Regions from separate parts of the Sorghum bicolor genome. Here region 1 is linked to region 2. A link is a contact called in public HiCAR-type data. All regions are on one chromosome and are shown on one strand. The core of a region is the stretch at or near the end of the contact, and the rest is flanking DNA. Distances in the headings are between cores, read along the strand shown.

Region 1 (5,146 bases), core at 1,423-3,922, 81 kb after region 2:
AATTAGTACGTCAATGTTGCTTCGTCAAACAGGTTGCCACTCTGGATCGGATATCAATGAAAACGGATAGTGATAAGTTATCAGTGCCTTTGTAACGGGAAATAGCATGCCATTGCCATTGATGGTAAGCTCATTATCACTTCCATATCTCACAACAGCTGGCAGACAATGGATCAAAACTTATTCCAATATACTTCCTCTTTTTTTTTAAGTGTCACATTTCCTTTTCTTTTTTTTAAGTGTCACATTTGGTTTGTCCTAAGTCAAACATCGTAATTTTTGACCAACCATTTTTTAAAAATCCTCATAGTTTCACAATATATGAATTATATGTTATGATCGTATTTCTCATAATAAATCTAAAAATATAAATCTTATTACCTGAAACTATATAACTTTTTTTAAAATCAATGGTGAAATATATACATGTTTGACTTAGGACAAACCAAATATGACAATTAAAAAAATAGAGAGAGTGCAAGGTTAAATTCGATGGGTTATTCAGATATTTTTTCCTCTCTCTCTTAGCCTCCATCTCCCACGCCGCTCCCTCTCTTCTTCCCTTCCTACTAACATCTCACTACCTTTCCCCTCTAGTGATGTGGCTCTCCTCTCTCTTCACTCTCCCCCTTGCCCTCCTCCCTCCCCTCGCTCCCCTAGATATGGCCATTCCCATCCTCATCGTGGCACGCTCTGGCATTCCGCCATTCCCTGGCGGCGCTCCTCCCTCTCCATGCTGACATTGCTTGCCCTTTCTTTTCTTCCTCAGCCAGACGAGCGGTAGATCTGCAGCGGCTGAAACCATGGCAGGATGTGCTCTTGAGATAGGGCTATGGGTGATGGTGCTGCACTATTTTATTTGAATTTTGTGTATCCCAATCTCTCTCTATATATTTTTAGTATTTTAAAAAAATGTATAGATGTTTTCCATGGTTTTAAAAACTTACCAAATATTTACTAGTTTTTGTAACTAAAAAAAGGGATAAACCATCTTTAAAACCACTCCACCCTAAAGTAAGAAGGTAATTTGAACGGTTTCGAGAGTTTGGGGGCTAAGATGTCTAGTTTTGAAGTTCGAGGAGAAAAATTAGACTATAACGATAGTTTAAGGAGATATAATGGGTTTTTCCCTCAAATTCCTGGTCGATTATTCAAGCTGGCCACACTTATGAAGTTTTTTCTAACGGGTTTACAAATATTTCATGAAAGTAAATGAATTCCCGGTAGCACATTCTCAAATCAAATGTACAATCGAACGGAGTGACGCTTCATAGGTGCAAACAAGTTGAGAAGCCCTGCTGCCCATCACGGCGTCCCATCGTGCTTACTACTTTCGCGTTTCGCGGGCCCAATTCAAAATGGAGCGTGATGGGCACAAGCTGGAGTCCAGCCACCAGCATCCTCAAGGGCCGACGACTCCCTCCCATTGAGTCCATCAGGCCCAATTCGCTGTCACTTGGCACTAGCCCAAATCCTTCAGGCCCAAACGCTCACGGTCCAATCCGCCGATCATCTTACCCCTCACATGGAGATTTTTTATTATTTATTTATTTTTATATTATTTTTTGCAAAAATATTTGTTCAAATGAAAAAAATCCAAAAATATATTACTGCTGCCGATAGTACCAGCGGGAAATACTTACCGGCAAGTTGAATTGGCAGATTTTTTTTTTTCCTATCAACTAAAGAAGTTGTCGGAGGTTTTTTTTACCAAAACCTTAATTCCTAACAATTAGAAAGGATATAGGGAGTCTCAATTGCTCTTAAGAGTATCTTCAAGAGCCTTTCTAAAATCTATTCTCTAAATCATGATTTGAAGAGCCATTTGAGTAAAAATCGTTTTCTATATATTTGCATTCTCCAACAACTTTTCTATATGTTGTGTGTAGCCTAGAGAGCCATTCTCCCTCTCTATTCTTGGCTAGCGACAAAATTCAAAATAGTGGATATGTATATTTAGATATCCAATCAAAGAGTCTATTGGAGGGTATTTTTTATCAAAATCTTTATGCCTGTAAATTAGGAAAGATATAAAGAGTCTCTTAGAGGTGCTCCTACGTAGCTATCTTCAAAAATTTTATAATATTTTTCATACAATAACATATAAAAATAAATTTATAAGAACTATATTTAACAATGAAATCTACAACCTTATATATATATATAGTTCAACATATTTTTGTTTGAGGCCATCTTGATACCAAAATAATCGGTATAATGTGTGAAGTCATCTAAACACTGTATTAACTTTGTAGGTATCATACTGTCCTCAAATTAAAATATCATAGACTACAAATCTATATAGATATTCTGTGCTTTACAACTTTCATACACAGTTTATCTTTATCTAAGTTCATCTATAAAGTTATAATTTTTGTAAAGATGAGCTAACACAGAAAATGAAATGCTACCAATTCATCCGCCCGTAAGTATTTCCCGCTAGTTCAATCGACGGGAGTAGTATAGTTTTGATATAGACAAATCTTTTTAAAAGCCAATTTAATAATAATAGAAAAGAAATCTCACGGACACGGTGGTCTAGCTCGCTAAATCATATGGTGCCTTTAGATTGACGGCCCAACATTTTCTAACCCTAAAGGCCCAAAAGCACCCACTTCGGCACTTCCCGTTCCGCTTCGTCATCACTTCGGCCCTCGCCTTCACATCACATCACATCCGTCCGTCCGGCCGGCCGCAGTCCACCCCCTCCACCTTCCGGCTCGGCCTCTCTGGTCCGGAGTTCCCATTCCCACACCGGCTACCGCCACCATCGCCCGTCGCCGTCACCGTCACTGTCGCATCGCCGGCCGCACCTAAGCCGTTAAAGTCGCTGCAGGTGCGGACACCACGTCACCCCTCACAAGGTTATCCTGTCATTGGCAATCCGTGTGTTCCCCCACTTTTTTTTTGTCCGATTCTGTTCTATGATGATGCTTCTGGGGCCATAATGCTGGTGCCACTAGGCACTCGGCACTAGATTCTTGGACTCTTGTTGCTAAATCTGGGATAAGATCGCACTGCTGCGCCTGGCTAGATCGTCGCTAAAGGGCACCCATCCTAGTTGCCATTAATAGGCTCTGCCATTACCTGCGGCGGAGAGCCAAGAAATGCGTTAGGGGCTTCCAAGGGAAGGAGTGCCGATGGCCGATGGCCAGCCGGCGCCGCCACGGCCGGTGGTGGTGGTGGCGATGAAAGGCCACCCGGGGTCCGGCAAGTCCACGGCGGCGCGCGCCATCGCGGCCGCGCTTGGTTGGCCGCTGCTGGACAAAGACGATGTCAGGGACTGCACGCTGCCCCTCGAGGGCTTGGCTGCTGCAGGGATCCTCAACGACCTCTCCTACGCCGTGCTGTGGCGGATGGCTGAGCGCCAGGTACGGCTCGGTCTGTCTGTCGTCATCGACTCCCCGCTGTCGCGCCGCGCTCACCTTGATGCTCTGACACGCCTGGCTGGTGCGCTTGTCGTCGTCGTGGAGTGCCGCCCTGGTGATAACGAGGAGTGGCGCCGGAGGCTGGAGAGCCGTGGGGCGGCTGTCCCAAATGGTGGTGGCAGTGATGGATGGCATAAGCCGAAGACGTGGGCCGAGCTGGAGAGGCTTCTGGAAGGGTACCAAGGCTGCACGGACTATGAGATTGGGGATGTGCCGAGGATTGTGGTGGATACAACTGATCCGGCGGTTGATGCGCAGGCGATAGCTGAGAAGGTTGTGGGTTTCATTAGGTCCCTTCTTTCTTGTAGCCAATCATCTTGTGAGAGACAGGATTCACCTGTCTGCTATTGGAAACCAAAATGTACATTAACTTAAGTATTAGGTAGAGTTTCATTGCAAAAGGTCAATCTGTTGTACTGTGATGCTCAAAGTTCTTGTTTTTGTTTATGGGTGTAGCCTAGAGGTTCTGTTATTGTTGGGACTTGAAAAGGATGTTGTTGTGTGATCTAGAGGTTTAGTAAAAAGATGTAAAAAGATGCGCCTTTGTGTGGGGTTGTTCCTATCCTCTGTCCAGTACGTCTGTCACATTCCAATGAAATGGAATGTGACTTTTCAGCATCCATTGGAATGTGACTTTTCAGCATCCATGTTTAGGAGGAAAAGGGGTTCAAGCAAGTGTGCTACCAAGATAATTATGCAATTCTGTTTTTTTTCCCTTCTGCAGCGATAGATGCTTTATGCCTCCATTTGGTTCATTTTTACATTATTTCTTTAGCAGATTCTGTATGGAAATACTGGGGTTTTTGCTTGTCCTTGATATCTATATTCCATTTGCTATACTGCCTTCTCCTTTTCATGATCTTTGTTTTGGAAATTGCGACATCAAATCCCAGTCAATCTAAAACTTTTTGTTTGCTTGCATGGTTTTGTAACTAGTCATATGTACTACTTAATAGTCATCGCTGTTCAGTGTCTGCTTTACAAACCAAATTGATGGCTAGATGCTTGCCTATTTGTTCTGCCTGATTTCATCGCAGCTCAGTTGTTATGATTACTGGGTTTCCTATTTTCCAGCTTTTGTTTTCTGTTTCATGTTTGTAGTGTTGTTTTGTTTCATGGTCTGATGAGTTTTGGTCATTTACTTTTAATAAAGATCTCTGTTGGTGTGAAGATCTATAGAACAGGCATTTGTAGAAGTGTAGGCTTGAGATGTGCTGTTTACCTCCTTTATCTGAATAACATTATTGTAATGAGCTGTCAATGTTACAAGACTACAGAACAAATGCATTGCATTCTATTTTAGCTAAAAGGTTTATTCTTTGAAAAAGAAAATGATGTGCTAATTAACTCAGTTCTGGGGACTTCAGGAGTTCCAGGCCGGCCTAGCTTATTGGAATGACTTGTTGTTCCATTACATTCAAAGTCCACATGTTATTTTGTTCAGCTCCATAATGCTGTGGCATCGTGTTGGGAAAACATTGATTGGGAGTAGATTAGTACATGAATAATTGATCTGCGTAGTTCAGTTTTTGTGCATGTGAACATATGGAAAATACGAAGTCTTAGAGGAACTAATTCCTGGCATGTGGTGCTCACTGTGCAGGGCATCAGGATCTAGAAGGAAGCACAACATCAGGTTTTGACTTTTATCAGTTCTCAGATCAAGATGGTGTCTGTTGGCCCAAAACCAGGGGTGCCTGTTATTCTGCGGGAGCTGG
Region 2 (5,022 bases), core at 1,719-4,218:
CCTAGGTTTGCATATGCTGTGCCCTCGGAGCTCAACTACCTTGGCTCTCTGCAATTGGTAGCAGCTCACTGGATATGGATTGGATCCCATGCATCCAGCTACGCCTGCTACTTGGCCCTGTTTAGATCCCTTCAATATTTCAAAAATTTACAAGATTTTTTATCATATCAAATCTTTGAACACATGCATAAAAAATTAAATACAAATAAAAATAACTAATTGTATAGTTTACCTGTAATTTACGAGACGAATCTTTTGAGTCTAGTTATTCTATAGTTGGATAATAATTATTAAATACAAACGAAAATGTTATAGTATTAAAATCTAAAAACTTTTTGGGGCTTATTTCAAGCAACGCATCCTTTCTGCACTTGCTGCACCAGAATTGAACAACTGAAGCAGGCGTCATGACGATGAGGCCAGCCCGTAAATGCTACAGTGCTGGTACGTACTCCGTATGATTTCCGAATAAACGCGTGTACGTGCTCACATACATGGTCAGAAATGGTCGAAGGCTGCTGTACTGTAGAGTACAGTAAGGTCAATAAGGCCTTGTTTAATTGTTGTTGTAGCACTTTTATTTGTATTTGATAATTTGTTTAATCATAAACTAACTAGACTGAAAAGATTATCGTAAATTATAAGTAAACAGTGTAATTAATTATTATTTTTATTTATATTTAATGCTCTGTGTATATGTCCAAAGATTCGATGTGACGAGGAATCTTGAAAAATTTTAGAAACTAAACAAGGCCTAAGGGCATGTTTAGAAGAGATCTAGCTCTGGAAAAACAGATGATTCAGATCACTACATTCACTTAAATCCACCGTAAGGTTCATCGTGGAGTTGAGTTTCCTCTAACTTTTTCAGGAGAGGTGAACTATGGATCTGAACCCATATGTAAAATTAAAATACTACCCAAGAGCCAAATTGAAGAGAAGCATAACCATTACCCCGTCTCCGAGAGGTAGCTGGGTGCGACCAGGCATGTGGGGCGGGGCAGTGCCGTTCTTTGGCTCGGCAGCCAGCAGGTCCCGCCTGTCACCCCGCTTCCACCTCTCTGTAGCTTTGGAGGCGACCATTAAATTTATTTACCGAATCTATTCATTATGTAGTAATATTTTTTTTATAATAAATCAGCGAATAATATTTTTAGTCATGATTTTCAGTCAAACGAACCAAGTGGATTGGTCTAAAAAAGGAGCAAGTATGGTACAAGAAATGAATCGGTACCCGTGTGTAACTAGTGGCCTAGTGGGTTATTTTTACCAACTTCATCCTTGAATCTTGTAGTTTCGAGAGCACACCTTTGAGATGTTCCCTAAAATCTAGTTTTAGTTGAAGAAAGTGTTTGGGTTAGAAAAGTGAAAGTTAAGCTGTTTTTTTATCTTTTTTTTTTTAAAAAAAAAAACAGCTCTCCCGAGCAGACCCAAAATCTCTTCCTCCTTTTTTTTTTGAGAGGAACCCAAAATCTCTTCCTGGACCAGGACCAAACGGCAGGTCGGGCTTCTGTCGTCTTGTTGGGCCTGGCCCGTTTCGTATTTCGTGGCCCATCAAGACAAAACCAAAAAAAAAAGGCCCGGCGGCTTGGGTTCTGAGCTAGAGGCCTGCTCGATTTTTCCATTCGATTTGATTCGCGCCTTCAAGGCGAGCCCATGCTTTTACGAAAGCTGGTAAGACGAGTATAGTTTTTTGCTCGTTGAAACTGAAACTACTCCGGCATCTAAAACTAGTGCGTAGCAAAAGATAATATAACAATAAATAAATTAATAATTGACTATTGAAGCCGGGAAGTGGTAGGATAATTTTTTTTTACAACATGCAAAACAGAAAAGATACAAGCAATGCGTTTATTTCTCATCAATCAAAAGATATATACTGCTGTACTCGCATTCCCAGTATCCAATTCAAACTGGAATTCGATTCGATTCGATTCCAGCACTACTATCCAAATTCAGTGGTGGGCTCAGCGAATCCACCAATCCCCTCTACGCGCCTGCGTGGTGCGTCGGTAATTTGCTAGGCAGAATTGTGCAGGAATTCTGCTTAGGTCAATCTCAATAGAGAATTTTATACACTCTCCTAGTTTTATGGAGATTAGACCCATGCTTTTACAAAAGCGGTGAAAAATAGATGTTTCGATACTCATGAGAAAGTCATAGGAATAGGAATATTGGGAAGTGCATAATCTCCTTTTCGCTCATTCATTTAGTTAATGGTTTGGCAGAGCTCACAAGTTTTTCCTTTTCCGAGCTGATTGCTTTGGCGCACGTGTTCCCAAGTCTATAGTGTGTAATGGTATCATGAGTTGTTGTGCCTCCATCCTACGCAAAGCAAGAGAAAAAAAAAATGAAAAATTATAAAATCATAAAACATTTTAAAATTTTTCATCACATCAAATCTTACTATACATATATGAAACACTAAATATAAATAAAAAATATAACTAATTATTTTATAAGATAAATCTTTTGAATGTAGATAGTCCATGATATTATTTATAAAATATAAAAAAAAATATTATAATGTTTATTTTGCAAAAAAAAAATTCACAACTAAACAAAAGAAAGCTTTTCTCGTAGTACAAAAGTGGACAACATGGGCCCAAACGTATCCGGAGTCTCTGACAGGTCGGTCCCAGCTTCCACTCGCCCCCAGCCGCTCCAGCTCCAGCGTCCACCCTCCACTCCTCCAGGCAGGTAACAACAAGCCCAGGGCTAGTACTACGAGACAGGCGTATCCCACGTGTCGGCGAGCGTCCCCATCCGTCGCCACGTACCCATCCCATCCGACGGCTCTCCTTCGTCCATAGCCACAACGATCCACTCTCAGCCGTCGAAACCCCGCCTCGCCTCGCGACTCACCCGGTCCGTCCACCCGGAACCCCACTGCGAGCCGGACCCCACAGCGCCCTGTCCCCACATGTCATCATCACCTCGCCGAGATCCCCCTCCCCCACCGCGCGCTGCTGCCATCTCCCGTCTCGCCGAGCCGCCCCCGCCCGGCGTCAGTGGCAGGAGGGGTGACGAGACCAGAAGAAAGCGAGGCGAGAGGCGACCGTCAGCCTGCCCGGGGCACTGCCTCCTCCCCTCATCGCCTTCCTGCCGTCGTGTGCGCCTCTGCGCCTCTCCCTCCCTTTCCGGCTTTCCCCGATCGTGAGTCGTGACCGCCGCCTCCGATCCCCACGACGCGGTTCTTCTTGTTCTTCTTCTGACGCCGAGCGCCACCGGTCCCAGCCGTCCCGTCCCGTCCCGACCCCGAGACCCGCGCGCTGCTCGCCGCCTTCCCCTAGACCCCGTGCGACGGGCTGACACTGATACCGCCATGGCCGCGTCCTCGCCGATGGTGCTGTCGCTGCTCCTCTTCGCGTCGCTCACGGCGCTGCTGGTCCTCGCGCCGCGCCTGTCCCCGCCGCCGCAGCAGCCGGCCGCGGACGAGCAGGCGCCGCCGACCGCGGGGAGCGCCGGCGGCGGATTCCTCCGGGTCGTCGGCGTCGGCGCCGGCGGCGAGGAGGCCGACGACCTCCGCCTGTTCCGCCGCGCCGCGCTGGAGTCGTCGGCGGCGTCAGGCGCCAAGGCCGCCGCCCCGCCCAAGGTGGCGTTCCTGTTCCTGACCAACTCCGACCTCACCTTCGCCCCGCTCTGGGAGCGTTTCTTCGCGGGGCACGAGTCCCGCCTCAGCGTGTACGTCCACGCCGACCCGGCCGCGCGCCTGCTCCTCCCGCCCACCCCATCCTTCCGTGGCCGCTTCATCGCCGCCAAGCCGACGCGCCGCGCCGACGCGAGCCTCATCGCCGCGGCGCGCCGCCTTCTCGCGGCCGCGCTGCTGGACGACCCCGCCAACGCCTACTTCGCGCTGCTGTCGCAGCACTGCGTCCCGCTCCACTCCTTCCCGCGCCTCTACGCCGCGCTCTTCCCTCCGGCCCCCGGCCCCCGCCGGCGGCCACGCAGCTACATCGAGGTGCTGACGGGGGAGCCACAGATGCCCTCCCGCTACGAGGCGCGGGGCGGCGAGGACGCGATGCTCCCGGAGGTCCCCTACGAGCGGTTCCGGATCGGCTCCCAATTCTTCACGCTGGCGCGGCGCCACGCCGTGCTGGTGGTCCGTGAGCGCCGGCTGTGGCGCAAGTTCAGGGTGCCCTGCGTCCCGGACATGGCGCAGGACTCGTGCTACCCGGAGGAGCACTACTTCCCGACGCTGCTGGACATGGCGGACCCCGGCGGCGTGGCGCGGTACACGCTCACCCGCGTCAACTGGACGGGGAGCGTCGCGGGACACCCGCACACGTACGCCGCGCCGGAGGTCACGCCAGGGCTCGTCGCTGAGCTCCGCGCGTCCAACCATACCCACCCGCACATGTTCGCGCGCAAGTTCGCGCCGGACTGTCTTGCTCCGCTCCTCGCCATCGCCGACACCGTCCTCTTCAAGGACTGACGGACGGACGGACGGGCGGCTGGTCTGCACCAGCACCATCGAGGTATGAATACATATAGCTACCCTGTCTGAAACTCTGAACTCTGAAGGCGAGCTTCAGGGCTTCCTCAAAATTAGCACTTATTACTGCCAGCTCTCGAGATCAGGATTATGAAACATTTTGCATTCCTGCAAATATGCAACGCCGATTTTGCAATCGTTGAAGCCGGGAGTGAATTGAAGCTTGACCCAACAGTTTTATTTTCACTGAAAAGAATTGAGATTCCACCCAACAAATTAGTATTTAGTATGGTCCCAGCCTACAGTAGTCTTTATGGATTATTCTTTCTATGTTGCTTTGTCTTGTCTTCCATTCCATCCCTGCTCAGCTGCTCTTATCCAGCAACAAAACAGAGTTAGTATTAGCAACAATAAAGTCGAGTCTGCTTAATGACATCACGCAGTGACGAGTTGTAGTCAGAGATTTGAGTTGTCAACGATATCCTAATCCCCCCAACTAAGAAGAGATCTCAACTATAATGGAAGCCTGTAATAACCGGCACTGACCATTGCCACGGACTGTCACTGTCTTCTCCTCTGACCCTGAG

The links. HiCAR-type assays count read pairs that join an accessible place to other places.
Region 1: a HiCAR-type map of leaf shows a contact between it and region 2, with 4 times the contacts expected there. The contact joins the promoter of LOC8086430 here to the promoter of LOC8081137 in region 2. A contact is called at or near these places in 1 of 4 Hi-C or Micro-C datasets (leaf mesophyll) and 1 of 1 datasets of contacts at active chromatin or transcription factors (leaf).

What each region holds. Positions count from the first base shown.
Region 1 is chr2:3,848,069-3,853,214 of Sorghum_bicolor_NCBIv3, forward strand. LOC8086430 (CST complex subunit TEN1) reads left to right here and starts at 2,673. Exons shown (of 4, transcript XM_021454939.1): 1 at 2,673-2,864; 2 at 5,032-5,146. The coding sequence starts at 5,095. LOC8086429 reads left to right here and starts at 3,035. Exons shown (of 1, transcript XM_002459323.2): 1 at 3,035-3,990. The coding sequence starts at 3,141. The coding sequence ends at 3,803.
Region 2 is chr2:3,766,655-3,771,676 of Sorghum_bicolor_NCBIv3, forward strand. It overlaps LOC8081137, which reads left to right and starts at 2,969. Exons shown (of 2, transcript XM_002459317.2): 1 at 2,969-4,478. The coding sequence starts at 3,326. The coding sequence ends at 4,435.